Regions from separate parts of the Sus scrofa genome. Here region 1 is linked to region 2. Evidence: chromatin contacts called from public Hi-C data. All regions are on one chromosome and are shown on one strand. Each heading gives the region's core, a stretch centred on a gene start, on an enhancer-like site or on the middle of the called end of the contact. The rest is flanking DNA. Distances are from core to core; before and after follow the strand shown.

The links. Hi-C and Micro-C count contacts between places; a contact is called where the count stands out from the background.
Region 1: a contact with region 2 is called in a Hi-C map of liver, with 6 times the contacts expected there. The contact joins the enhancer-like site here to the promoter of RREB1 in region 2. A contact is called at or near these places in 5 of 47 Hi-C or Micro-C datasets (heart right ventricle, liver and skeletal muscle) and 2 of 2 datasets of contacts at active chromatin or transcription factors (alveolar macrophages and skeletal muscle).

The regions. Positions count from the first base shown.
Region 1 is chr7:4,588,533-4,593,751 of Sscrofa11.1, forward strand. All of the region lies in intron 6 of RREB1 (ras-responsive element-binding protein 1), which reads left to right. Among named protein-coding and RNA genes, the nearest start is that of RREB1, 79 kb to the left of the region's middle. Within about 2 kb of position 3,964, at least 17 of the 83 cell types and tissues checked have an H3K27ac peak or open chromatin away from gene starts, as enhancers often do. A contact at or near this core is called in liver and skeletal muscle, where this site is marked.
Region 2 is chr7:4,510,697-4,516,485 of Sscrofa11.1, forward strand. It overlaps RREB1 (ras-responsive element-binding protein 1), which reads left to right and starts at 1,590. Exons shown (of 16, transcript XM_005665552.3): 1 at 1,590-1,878.

The DNA of each region.
Region 1 (5,219 bases), core at 2,714-5,213, 80 kb after region 2:
ATAGTTTTCCTTTTTCTTATAAAACTGATCTGGATGCATTTTATTTTTCTTGCCTGCTGACCCTGCAAGCCCCTCCAGTACGATGCTAAATGGAAGTGAATGAAGCCAACGGACGGCCTTGTCTTATCTCTGATCTTGCGGAGAAAGCTGCCAGCCTCTCCCTGTTCAATATGTTATTAGTTGAAGGTTTTTCATAAATGCCCTTTGTCAGTTTGAAGAAGTTCCCTTCTATTCCCGGTTCGCTGGCTGTTTTTCTCATGACAAGGTGTTGGATTTTGTCAGAGGCTTTTCCTGCATCTATCAAGATGGTCAGGGGGGGTTTTGTCCTTTACTCTGTTTTGGATGGTAAACTAACCTTATTCCTGAGATAAATCCCACTTGGTCACAATGGATAATCATTTTCTCCTATGTCGATGGATTGAGTTTGCTGGTATCTTGTTAAAGATTGTTGCCTACATTCATAGTCTGTAGTTTTTGTGTTGTCCTTGCTGGCTTTTATATCAGGGTAATACTAGCGTCAGAGAGTGAATGGGGAAATACCTCCCGCCTCCCCGTTTTTTAGAAAAGATTGTGAAGAGCTCTTTTTAAGTGTGTGGTAGAATTCCCCAGTGAGGCCATCTGGGCTGTTCTTTCTGAGAAGTTTTGAAATTATTATTAATTCAGTGTCTTTCCTTATGGTAGGTGTGCTCAGATTTTTTTTTTTTTTTTTTTTTTTTTTTTTTTTTGTCTTTTTGCTATTTCTTGGGCCGCTCCCGCGGCATATGGAGGTTCCCAGGCTAGGGGTCCAGTCGGAGCTGTAGCCATCGGCCTACACCAGAGCCACAGCAACGAGGGATCCGAGCTGCGTCTGCAACCTACACCACAGCTCACGGCAACGCCGGATCCTTAACCCAAGGAGCGAGGCCAGAGATTGAACCCAAAACCTCATGGTTCCTAGTCGGATTGGTTAACCACTGCGCCATGACGGGAACTCCCTCATATTTTTTTTCTTCTTGAGTCATTTTCAGTAGCTTATGTCTTTTCCAGAAATTTAGCCATTTTGTCTTAAGTTATATAATTGGTTGGCATAGGTGGTTCATAGTGTCCCTTATAATCCTATTTATTATGTATGGTCAGGAATAATGTCTCCTCGTGCATTCCTGATTTTAATAATTTGAGTCTCCTCAGTGTTATTCCTTACTCAGTCTAGCTAGACATTTAGTCAGTTTTATTGTTTTTTTTTTCAAAGAACTTTTCGATTGTGATATTCCTCTGCTCCTTTTCTTCTCCGCTTCATGAGTTTTCCACTCTAAACACAATTATTTCCCTTCTTCTGCTTACTTTAAGTTTAGTTTGTGCTCCTCTTTCCAGTGTTTTAAGGTAGAAGATTAGACTGTTTAATTGAGAACTTTTTTGATACCGGCATTTATAGCTGTATGTTTCCCTTTAAGCATTGCTTTCATCCCATCCCATAAATTTGTGTACGTTGTGTTTTCTTTTTTATTCATCTCGAAGTAGTTTCTAATTTCTCTGTGATTTCTTCTTTGGTTATTTAGGAATATGTTCAACTTCCACATATTTGCAAGTTGCCAAACTTTTTGCTATTATTAACTTCTGATTTGATTCCACTGTAGTTGGAGGACGTACTTTCTATGATTTCCGTTCTTTTAAATTCATTGAGGCTGGTTTTATGGCCTAGCATGTGGTCTGAACTAGAGAATGTCCCATGTCTGTTTGAGAAAAATGTACATACTGTTTTTGTTGTGTGGAGTGTACCCTTGATGTACTGTCACTTCAGCTGATTTACATATTGTTCAAGTCTTCTGTTTCCTCATCGATCTGCATTGATCTTTGTGTGTTCTACCTGTAAGGTTTATTCAGTTATCATCCCTTTTCACAGAAGAGGAAACTTGCTTAGGATCAAAGTCGGTGCCGAGGTTTGAACTTAAGCTTAGAGGCCATGAAAAATAATTGATGTAGCTTTTTGTCACTTTGCATATTAGAAAAAAGCACTCTTTCAGCTCTGCCGTCTTTCGAAACAGTTGCGTGTCACTGTAGAGTGTGATGTTCACAGGTAGCCGTTCTCAGCCGCGCTGCCCGTGGGTCTGCTGAGTGTGGTCATGGATAAACAGAAATGACCTTGAATTTTTTATAGCACAACTCTTGATAGTACCCTAAGATATGTTTCTCATTTATGAACAGTGCATATTGGAGTTTTTGGTAAATTGCTGTTGACAAGTTTGTTTTTTAAGGGCCGCACCTGAAGCCCTTAAAGTTCCTAGGCTAGGGGTCAAATTGGAGCTGCAGCTGCCAGCCTACATACACTGTAGCTTGCAGCACCACATACTTAACCAACCCACTGAGTGAGGCCAGGGATCGAACCCACGTCCTCGTGCCCTCACACATACTGGTTGGGTTCTAAACCTGCTGAGCCACAATGGGAGCTCCTACAAGTATTGTTAAAGCAGGCCTTAGGGTGTTCATTTGTGCTAATTTTGGATTTTGTGCTGATTTCATTTATTGTGAGTCATCTTGATTTGAAGGAGGGGGCTAATCGTTGGGGGGCCGAGTTCTAGTCCCAGTTCTGTAGAACTTTTCGGAAATCTCCAGTTTTCTCTGCTTTACCAACAGGGCATAGCAAAACCTCATTCAGAACTTGTGCTCAAACGCAGTGAGTGTTTGTGGGAGCATTTTGAAGGCTTGTAGGGTACCATGGAAGTGTGCTGGGTCGGGGGTCTTTCTGAGTTGGTGCTTTCAGAGCTGAAGGCACCCCTGTGATCACCTTCGAGAGGTGAGCACTCCGAGCTGTGTGACCCTGGCAGGTTCATTGACCTCCCTGTGTCTTGGTCACTTCATCTGTAGAAGGCGGTGCTACTGTGCCAATTGGAACATTGCAGGGGATTCATGATTTAACACATGCCAAGCACATAAGATAATGGTTAGTTAACTAGGACTTAGAAATAAATTTAAATAAATGGTCATTAATGTCGTTGTTCTTTGTGCCACTGAGGGAAGGTGTAACGGCTGAACAGTCATATAATGCCAGAAAATGAATGAAGAAGTTATTTTTCCCTTTGTTCTTTCCTAGATTAAACTGGTAATTTAAACATCAAAACTTTATTTAGAATATTTGAGTTGATCACACTGCCTTTATTTCATCTTCTCTGTAGAAAATCGCAAACAATGCGTTAAAAGAGCACTTGGTTTTCAGTCCTCAGTCGCAATCAGCACCACCTTCCCTTGTTGGTGAAACTGTGCTTTTGGAAAGAAATGTGTATAAAAATGTGAAAACACTTACAAAAATGTGCCAGAGAGAGTAGAGTTAGATTTATTTGTCCTGGTGGATCTGTTCCAGAATCTGATACTCCAGTGGTGAGCTGTGATCTCTCCTGAGCAAATACCTGTGTTACATTAATCAGGGGCCAGAGCCCCGCTGGGATGTGTGTGCAGGAATTAAAAAGAAGAGTGAGGGCCCGAGTCTGGAGTAGCTGCATCCTTGTTTGATTTTTCTAGGCGTGAAAGGAAGTCAGTGGACTGTGTGTTTGCTGCTCAAAACCAAGAAGTTCTGTGTCTCATTTTCCTTCTGCTGCTGCTGCTGCTGCTTTCAAGATCTGTGGCAGCAGCTGGGACTCTTGAGCCGGGAGCCGATGGCCAGGGCTGGGCACCTACCCCTAGGGCCCTGTTCTGCCTTCACTGTCACCTGCCCTGGGCCCCCTTACCTGTGACAGGACTCTGTGCTGAGTGTCAGTCCCTCCCCTCAGGGCTGCAGGACCCCTCTGTGATGTGAGTCCCTGTAGTGTGGACTTGTAGGTCGGGTTCTCCGAGGCCTAATCGCACAAGGCTGGTCCAGTGCCCCTGCCCTCAGCCCCCGGCTCACCCCGTTCTCAAGGTCATCTACACGAGCCCAAGTGCCGTGTGCCTGCGTATGTGTGCACGCACTCAAGTTTCCTGGCTGAGCCCCGCCTTGCCCGTGTTTACTGCCCAGCGGCGTGCTGGAGGAGGCAGATCTGGACTCCACCCCAGATTTTGGTTGCTTTAACCCCTAGAGGGCTTCACTATGCATCTCACAGTGTGGACCTCGAGAGCTGCATCCTTCTCCATTTCCAGTTATTCCTAGCTGATGAGGAGATACTCGTTGCAGCTACCCACTTTATAAAGCAACTCTCTCTCCTTTGGCCACGAGTCATTTTATGAGAGTTCATTTGTTGTCTTTGTTTATGAGGCTAATCAGTCCTTCTGTAGTGTTTCCTTCACTGTCGTTTTATGAGAGGACCGTCAACCAGTAGAACCGTCATATTTATTTAAAAAAAAAACATTTCACAGAATCAGGTAGCAGATCAAATTACGTGTGGTCACGTTGATAGTTGCAGTGTAGCATTAATAAGCCCATTACCTACACTGCACACAGAGTTTAAAACTTCGTTCGAAGGCAAGTGTGGGGAGTTGCCATCCTGGCTCAGCGATGAACGAAACCTGACTAGGATCCATGGGTACATGGACTCCATCCCTGGCCTCGCTCAGTGGGTTAGGGATCCGGCGTTGCCATGAGCCGTTGTGTAGGTTTTAGGCAAGGCTTGGATCCCAAGTTACTGTGGCTTTGGTGTAGGCCAGCAGCTACGGCTCCAGTTTGACCCCTAGCCCTGGAACTTCCACATGCCACACGTGCAGGCCTAAGAAGACAAAAATAAATAAATGAATAAATACATGCAAGCAAGTGTAAAGTGTAACAGAATCACTTTGTTGTGCAGCAGAAATTATCACCACTTTGTAAATCAGTAAATAAAATGCCACCAAAACTTTACAAATGTAAAAAAATAAAAAGGAATTGTATATTTGGTAAATAGGGAGACTTAGAGTGATGCCAGTTCCAGCTTATTTTGAAAAAGTTTGGAGGAGAGACCGTCTCAATTTAGTATCATATCCGGTATAGTTTTTCAAGTTGCCACATCCCTGTCTGCAGATTCTCATGTTTTTGAGGTTTGAAAATCCTTTATCCCAAACCTTTCTAAATAGCCTAGTTCCTGAGCAGAATAATAGGCTGCCATCACAGTGCAAAACACGTATCATGGAAACATCCCCGTGGCTCCGGCTTTTAACTTCCCAGAACTCCTTATCAGTCTGCTCCCATGTTGAAAGTTTGGATTGAGCCGTGCTTGTCTTCCAAAACAAACCTGGGAAACTGAGCCAGGGCCCGCCCTCTGGGAGCGTGCAGTGTAGGAAAAAGGGCACTGAGCTTTGCA
Region 2 (5,789 bases), core at 340-2,839:
CCAAACTGCTTTTGCGTGGTTCTAGAGAGTTCTTTCTTGGCCAGAACCCATCCATTCAGACCATTCCTAGGTAGACACTTCTGTCTGCAGCCCTGAAAACCAGAGTTCCACTGAGTGCTGCAAATTAAAGGCCCGTGATTGGGCTTACAATTGTGTATGGTGTGCAAGTGCATTCAGAGGAGCTGGCGTGGAACAGGGTCAAAGGTCACAGTAAATAGATAGTAGCCAGCTCTCTGTATGTATAACACCGTCCTGTTTAACAAGTCTCAAACGCCTCTTGCCGCAGCAGTCTTCTCCGCCAGAGCTGAGAGTCATCTTTAGAATTTGGGGAGTGTGTGGCGTTTGTTTTGCACAACCACAGTCACCCTTATCTGTCAGAAGATGTTCCAAAGGCTGACAACAGGCCCCTTTCAGAAGCTCGGTAGGAAAAGTATTAACAGTTGGAAACATGTCAGCTGCTTTATGGAGGAAGCACAGCCCAGGCCTGGTGTCTCTGCGCTCGGTGATAACTTGGGCCGCCCCGGCCAGGGCTCAGCGTGGTGGCTGGAGCCGCGGAGATGGAGAGCAGCTCGGAGGAGGGCCCCTGCTTTTCAGAGTTGAAACAGGAGCCCTCTGAGAGAAAGAGATATTGCATGTGGCTTCCCTGATGCCCCGGAGGGCGACGTGGATGACACAGCATCAGCCCTGCCATTGTGGGGTGGGGACACAGTGGCGGCCCCTTGGGGGCAACGTAGCCTCCGCTTAAGCATCACTTGTGGAGTGTGGGGACGGGAAGGTGACAAAAGCCGAGCGAGTACTGAATTTGCTGTACTGAGAACACGCTTCCCCGGGCAGCAGCCCCAGAGCTAGAAGGACCGGGCCCCGGGAGAGAAACGGCCCGAAGTTGGGGGCGGGGTGAAGCGCCAGTTCCTTAATCTGCTGCCCCATCAATCTACTCGTCCCACCTGGATGCAGGGCCAGGACCGCGTGGAGCGGGAACCGCGCGGGTGGGGATCACCGACCCATCGGCTTCCGAGAGGAAGAGGGGCGGCGCCCGGCCAGGACCCCCCCACCCCCAATGCACCCCCTCCCGGCCTCCGAGGCGCCCCTTCCGCGCCTCCCAGGCACCACTGCCTTTCCCCCTCCTTGGTTAAAATAGTGAAACAGCCACGAAGTAAAGTGATGGAAAGCCGGGGGGCGGAGAGTCGCCCGCAGTGAGGGCCTAGAGGGGAGGGGGGCGCGGTGGTCCAAGACCGTAGCAGGCGGGCGGTCGCTGGGCGGGTCGGGATCCCGCTCAGCTGTGGCCGCCGAGACCTCCCCCCCACCCCCCGGCGGCTCGGCCCTCCCTGGCCCGGGGCGCCTGCGGAGGGCGTGGGGCAAACCTGGGGCTGCGGTGGGGGTGGGGTGGGGGACTGCACCTCCATCCATCCCGGGATGGAAACGGCGGTCATCCGGCTAAAATCGGGGCGGGGGCTGCGGTGGGGACCGGCGGGTACCGCGGTCCCCCCCCACCCCCAGGCCGAACGCCGCCGCCGCGGCCGCCGCCGCTCTGTAACACGTCCCCAGGAGACTCGCAGGAGCAACACGTGATGTGTCTACTTATCAGGGTGAGAGGGGGAGAGCGAGTCTCCGAGCGTGCGGGCGAGGAAGCGGGGCGGGGGGCCGAGGCGGGGGCCGGGACGACGACTGGGGCGCCGGGGTCGCCAGCTCGTCGCCCACCTCCCTCCCTGTGGGAGAAGAGGAGGAGGGGAAGTGACTGCGGAGTTGATGAACTTTGCACATCCAGAAACGCCATTTTGATTCCTTTTCCGGAACAAGTTTGCATCTCTCCTCGTTCTCTCCCCGAAGCCCACCGGTCCCTACTGCATCATGCCTGGGAGCCAAGCGCCCTGCCCCGCCGTGAGTACGCGCCCCGGGTTCGGGCTCGCGGTCCTTGGGTGGCAGCGAGATGTCTGGGGCTGAGCGGGAGCGACCTTTTAAAGAACTTTTGGGGATGGGGAGGGTGAAGTCTGCAGTGCGCGTTGTACTTTTTAAACTCAGCGTTTCCCGGAGCCGTGGACCCGAGCGCCCCACGCCGCGCTACGTGCGCTCGGGACAGTGGGGCCGGCCCGGGATGAGCTGGGCAGCCCTCTCCCCTCGGGCTGCGCGCCGGGCCGCTCCTCCTCCTCCTCCTCCCCCTCCTCCTCCTCCTCCTCCCCTTCCTCCGCTCCTTTTCCCCTTCCCGAGCTGCCGGCTCTGCCAACCAGCTCCCAGAGCGAGCAGCCTGGGCTGCCGCTGCGCCGCGCCGCCAGGATCTGATGCGCATCCATATTAGCCGTCCGAGCGCAGGAATCCGGCCCGACCCGCGCCGCCGCGCCCGCCGAGCAATTTATTTTTAACCAGCACCGCCGGGACTCGGATGGTGCGCGCACCGCGGGCCAGAAACATCTTCCCAGCGCTGCTCTCCATCTTCCGCCCTCTCTCCCCCGACATCCTCCCCCCCATGTGGGAGGGGAAACTTTTCTCCTACATACTTTCGAGTCCCTCTCGGGCCGAGGAGCACGGAGATGACGGCGCCCGCCCGCCGCCGCAAGGTATCCGGGGGTGCCCGCTCGGGGTGCCCGCCTGGGGTGCTGGCTCGGGGGTGCTCGCAGGGGCCGCGCGGTGGGAGCATCCGCCGCGCCCTGCTCTGCGGACTTTGATCCTCCCCGGCGGACGGCGCCGGCCCGGAGGGGGGCCGCGGGCAGCCCTGCGCCCTGGCCGTTCCCAGCTCGTGGCTGGTGGTCACGCCGACCACCGCCCCCGGGTGACCGGGCGAGGAGGGGCCGGGGCGGGGGCCGCGTCCGCGCGTATTGTTTCCTTGCCCTTCCGTTGACGGTGTACGTGTTTTCGTGGGAGCTATCGGTGTGGAGCGGAGCCTGCATCGCGGGAGGGGGGGGGGGACCTCGGCGCCCGGCGCCGTCACGAGCACAGGAAGGAGGCCGGGAGCATCCGAGGCGGGGCCGGCCGCCGGGGCCCGCTTCGCCGCCCAGCTGTGGAGCGCGCTCGGAAACTTTTGTCCGCCGCCCGCTGGACCAATTTTTCGCAAGTTGTGGGGCTTCCCTGCCTCCTCCCATCCCGGCCGGCAGCGCCGAGCAGGGGCGGGGGGCGGCAGTGTCGAGGGCTGGGGACCCCGTGCGCCCCCCCCAACCCCGGTCTCGGCCCGGCCCCCCGCGCCCCCTCCTTGCTCGCGGTCTCTTAGGAAACTGCGACCTTAATGGTTGCTAAGGAGCAGGGGAGGTCCTTCCCGTCGCCGGCCCCCTCCCTGGAAGCGGCGTGTTTTCTGGACGGGACCGAGGGTCGCGTCCAGGATGTGGGGACTCGCTCCCCGCCGCCCGCGGGGCCCGGGAGGCGCGTGAGTGCGGGGCGCGGCGGCCGAGCCCTCTTCTCGGCGGGGCCACTTCTTTTTCCGGCGGGGTCGGGTGGGGGGGGCGAGGAGGGGCGCGGGGACCGGCCGGAGGACGGGCGGGTTGACAGGCGCCGCGTGCAGCTCGCGTCCAGCGTCCGCGGTGCATCCGTGATGGGTTATAAAAGAGGAGGAAAGTATTTCTCCTTGCTCAGCAGATTTTGCCCTCCCTCGCTCCTTACTGGTTAGAAGATAGAACGTGAGCCCAGATCCGGACGAGCAGTTCACATTCCATTACGAAATTCTACACGGCTTCAGAGCCAGCAGCAGCACACATTCGGGGCACTTTGGCGTGTTTTCGGCTTCTTTCGGGGGGTTAATGGTGGCGGAGAGAGACAGAAGGGTGAATAAAAAAATATACTTTCGGGGTATGCTGAGAAACCTGTCCCAGGGTTTTCATCAGCAGAAAAATTCCCCTTCCTTCTTGTGGTAGAGTTTAGATGTAAAAGCCAGGGAAAATAAAGTTTGCCTGTTTGATAGGGATGCTGGAAATAGCGCGGTATTTCTGTCTTGAAGAGGAAGACTTGAGATGATTTCTGCAAAGTCTGAGCTGTTAATGTGCATCCCGTATTTTTGAGGTCGTTTTAGATATTCAGTGGGGTCTGTGCCTGCGTGCGAGTGTATTCTGAAATAAGTTTAATTGATGTGGAAAGTGGAGAAAAGGGAACTGCAAAGAAAAGAATGGTTTTTGTTTTGTTTCTGAGTTTTTCGGGGGTTTTTCCTTCTTCTCCTCATCGCCCTTAAAAGCATCCTCTAGATCTAATGCTTTTCGAGTTAGGCAGGTATGGTTCTAAGACGTAATGTAACCCGGAAGTCTTAAGTTAGAGGCTGAAACTTCTCTTTTTCTCTCTTGCTTTCTTGTTTTTAAACGTTTAGGTATTTTCTTTCTTCAAGAGTCACACAGAACTTTTGAAGGAATGGGTTCAAATTATTCTTAAAGTAATTTATGCAAAGGTGAATCACTAATTTTAGTGTTTGTTTTTTTTTTTTTTTTTCTTTTCTTTTCTTTTACCTTTGCCCTTTGGAGGGAGCTCCTGGGTACCCGGTGATGGATCCTGCTTTGATGTGTTTTGAGCTTTGGTTACACTGATGAATTAAACATTTGAATGGCTTTTATCAAGTTTTAAAATGTGTGAAAAAAACACCTTCCTTCCCACCCCCCCCCAACCCCTTTTACAAAAGAAAGGGAGAGCCCTTTGATTTAGTTATTGTTTACCTTGTGGTCCATTTTAGGTTGTTAATGAACTTGCCCTGTTTTATCATTCTTAAAAATAGTGCTCAACAGGTTGTGTGTTTGTTAGGATGTTCAGATTTGCTGGTTATGTGAGACTGTCGAGAAATGCTGCTGCCATTCACAGCTTTGTGGCATAGCATTCTCTGGGTTTTTCTCGATGCCGTTTTCTGTCTCTTGAGAAATTCAGAGCCTCAGCCCTCATGGCAGACAGGTGTTTGTTGTGTGGTGGGGAAGGTGGGTCTGACTCAGCCGGCACAGGTGGTGCATCCATTCCTAACTATTGACGTCATCAAACAATGACCTTTTGATGGAAGGGTCTTTTATTACCGATTTTTTCAGGCAGCCTCCTGATGTCTCATTTGCAGCCAGCATAGGTACAGAATGTGGGAGGAGGACAGCAAAGCTGCTTAGGCTGCATCCCAACAACAGTTGTTGATTGGTTACCAGTTGTCTGTCCCCGGCCCTCTTAGATAGTTGCCATTTTGTGGCTTGCATTTCTCCTCCTCAGTTTTGAACTGCTGTGCTGGTCCACTTCCTGAGATCAGTTTGGAACTTTTTTTGCTGCCTGTCTTATGCTCCGTTGTTAACATCATGTACCCTTTTTCAGCAAAGGAAGTGTTCTGGTTAATGAAGAAAAATTCCACCCTTTGGAGGTTTTATGTGACGTAATTAATATAAATTTAAGTCCTACAAAAATTGGTTAAACGTGCTCGCTGGACATAGTCAGAGGTGCACGCTTTTGATGCTTCTATTCATTATCCTTCTGAAAAGTAGGTGGTGCTTAAAAGGTCATAGGATAAGGGTTGCTAAGCAGCTAAACAGAAGGATGCTAAAATTAACCAAAGCATTTTTGAAAGGGAGTCTCTCCTGTTTTACATTGTTTAACTAGATTTAATTAATTTCTGAATCTTCCATGGCCTTTGACCTAGGAAAACAGGATGTTAAGTTTGTTTTGTTTTTGTTATCATATTGAAATAACCTCTCTTCTGTTGTGTTTTTTTTTTTTTTTTTTTTTTTTTTTTGCTTTTTAGGGCCACACCTGTGGTATATGGAATTCCCAGGCTAAGGGTCCAATCGGAGCTATAGCTGCCAGCCTACGCCATAGCCACAGCAATGAGGGATCCGAGCCACGTCTGTGACCTACATCCCAGC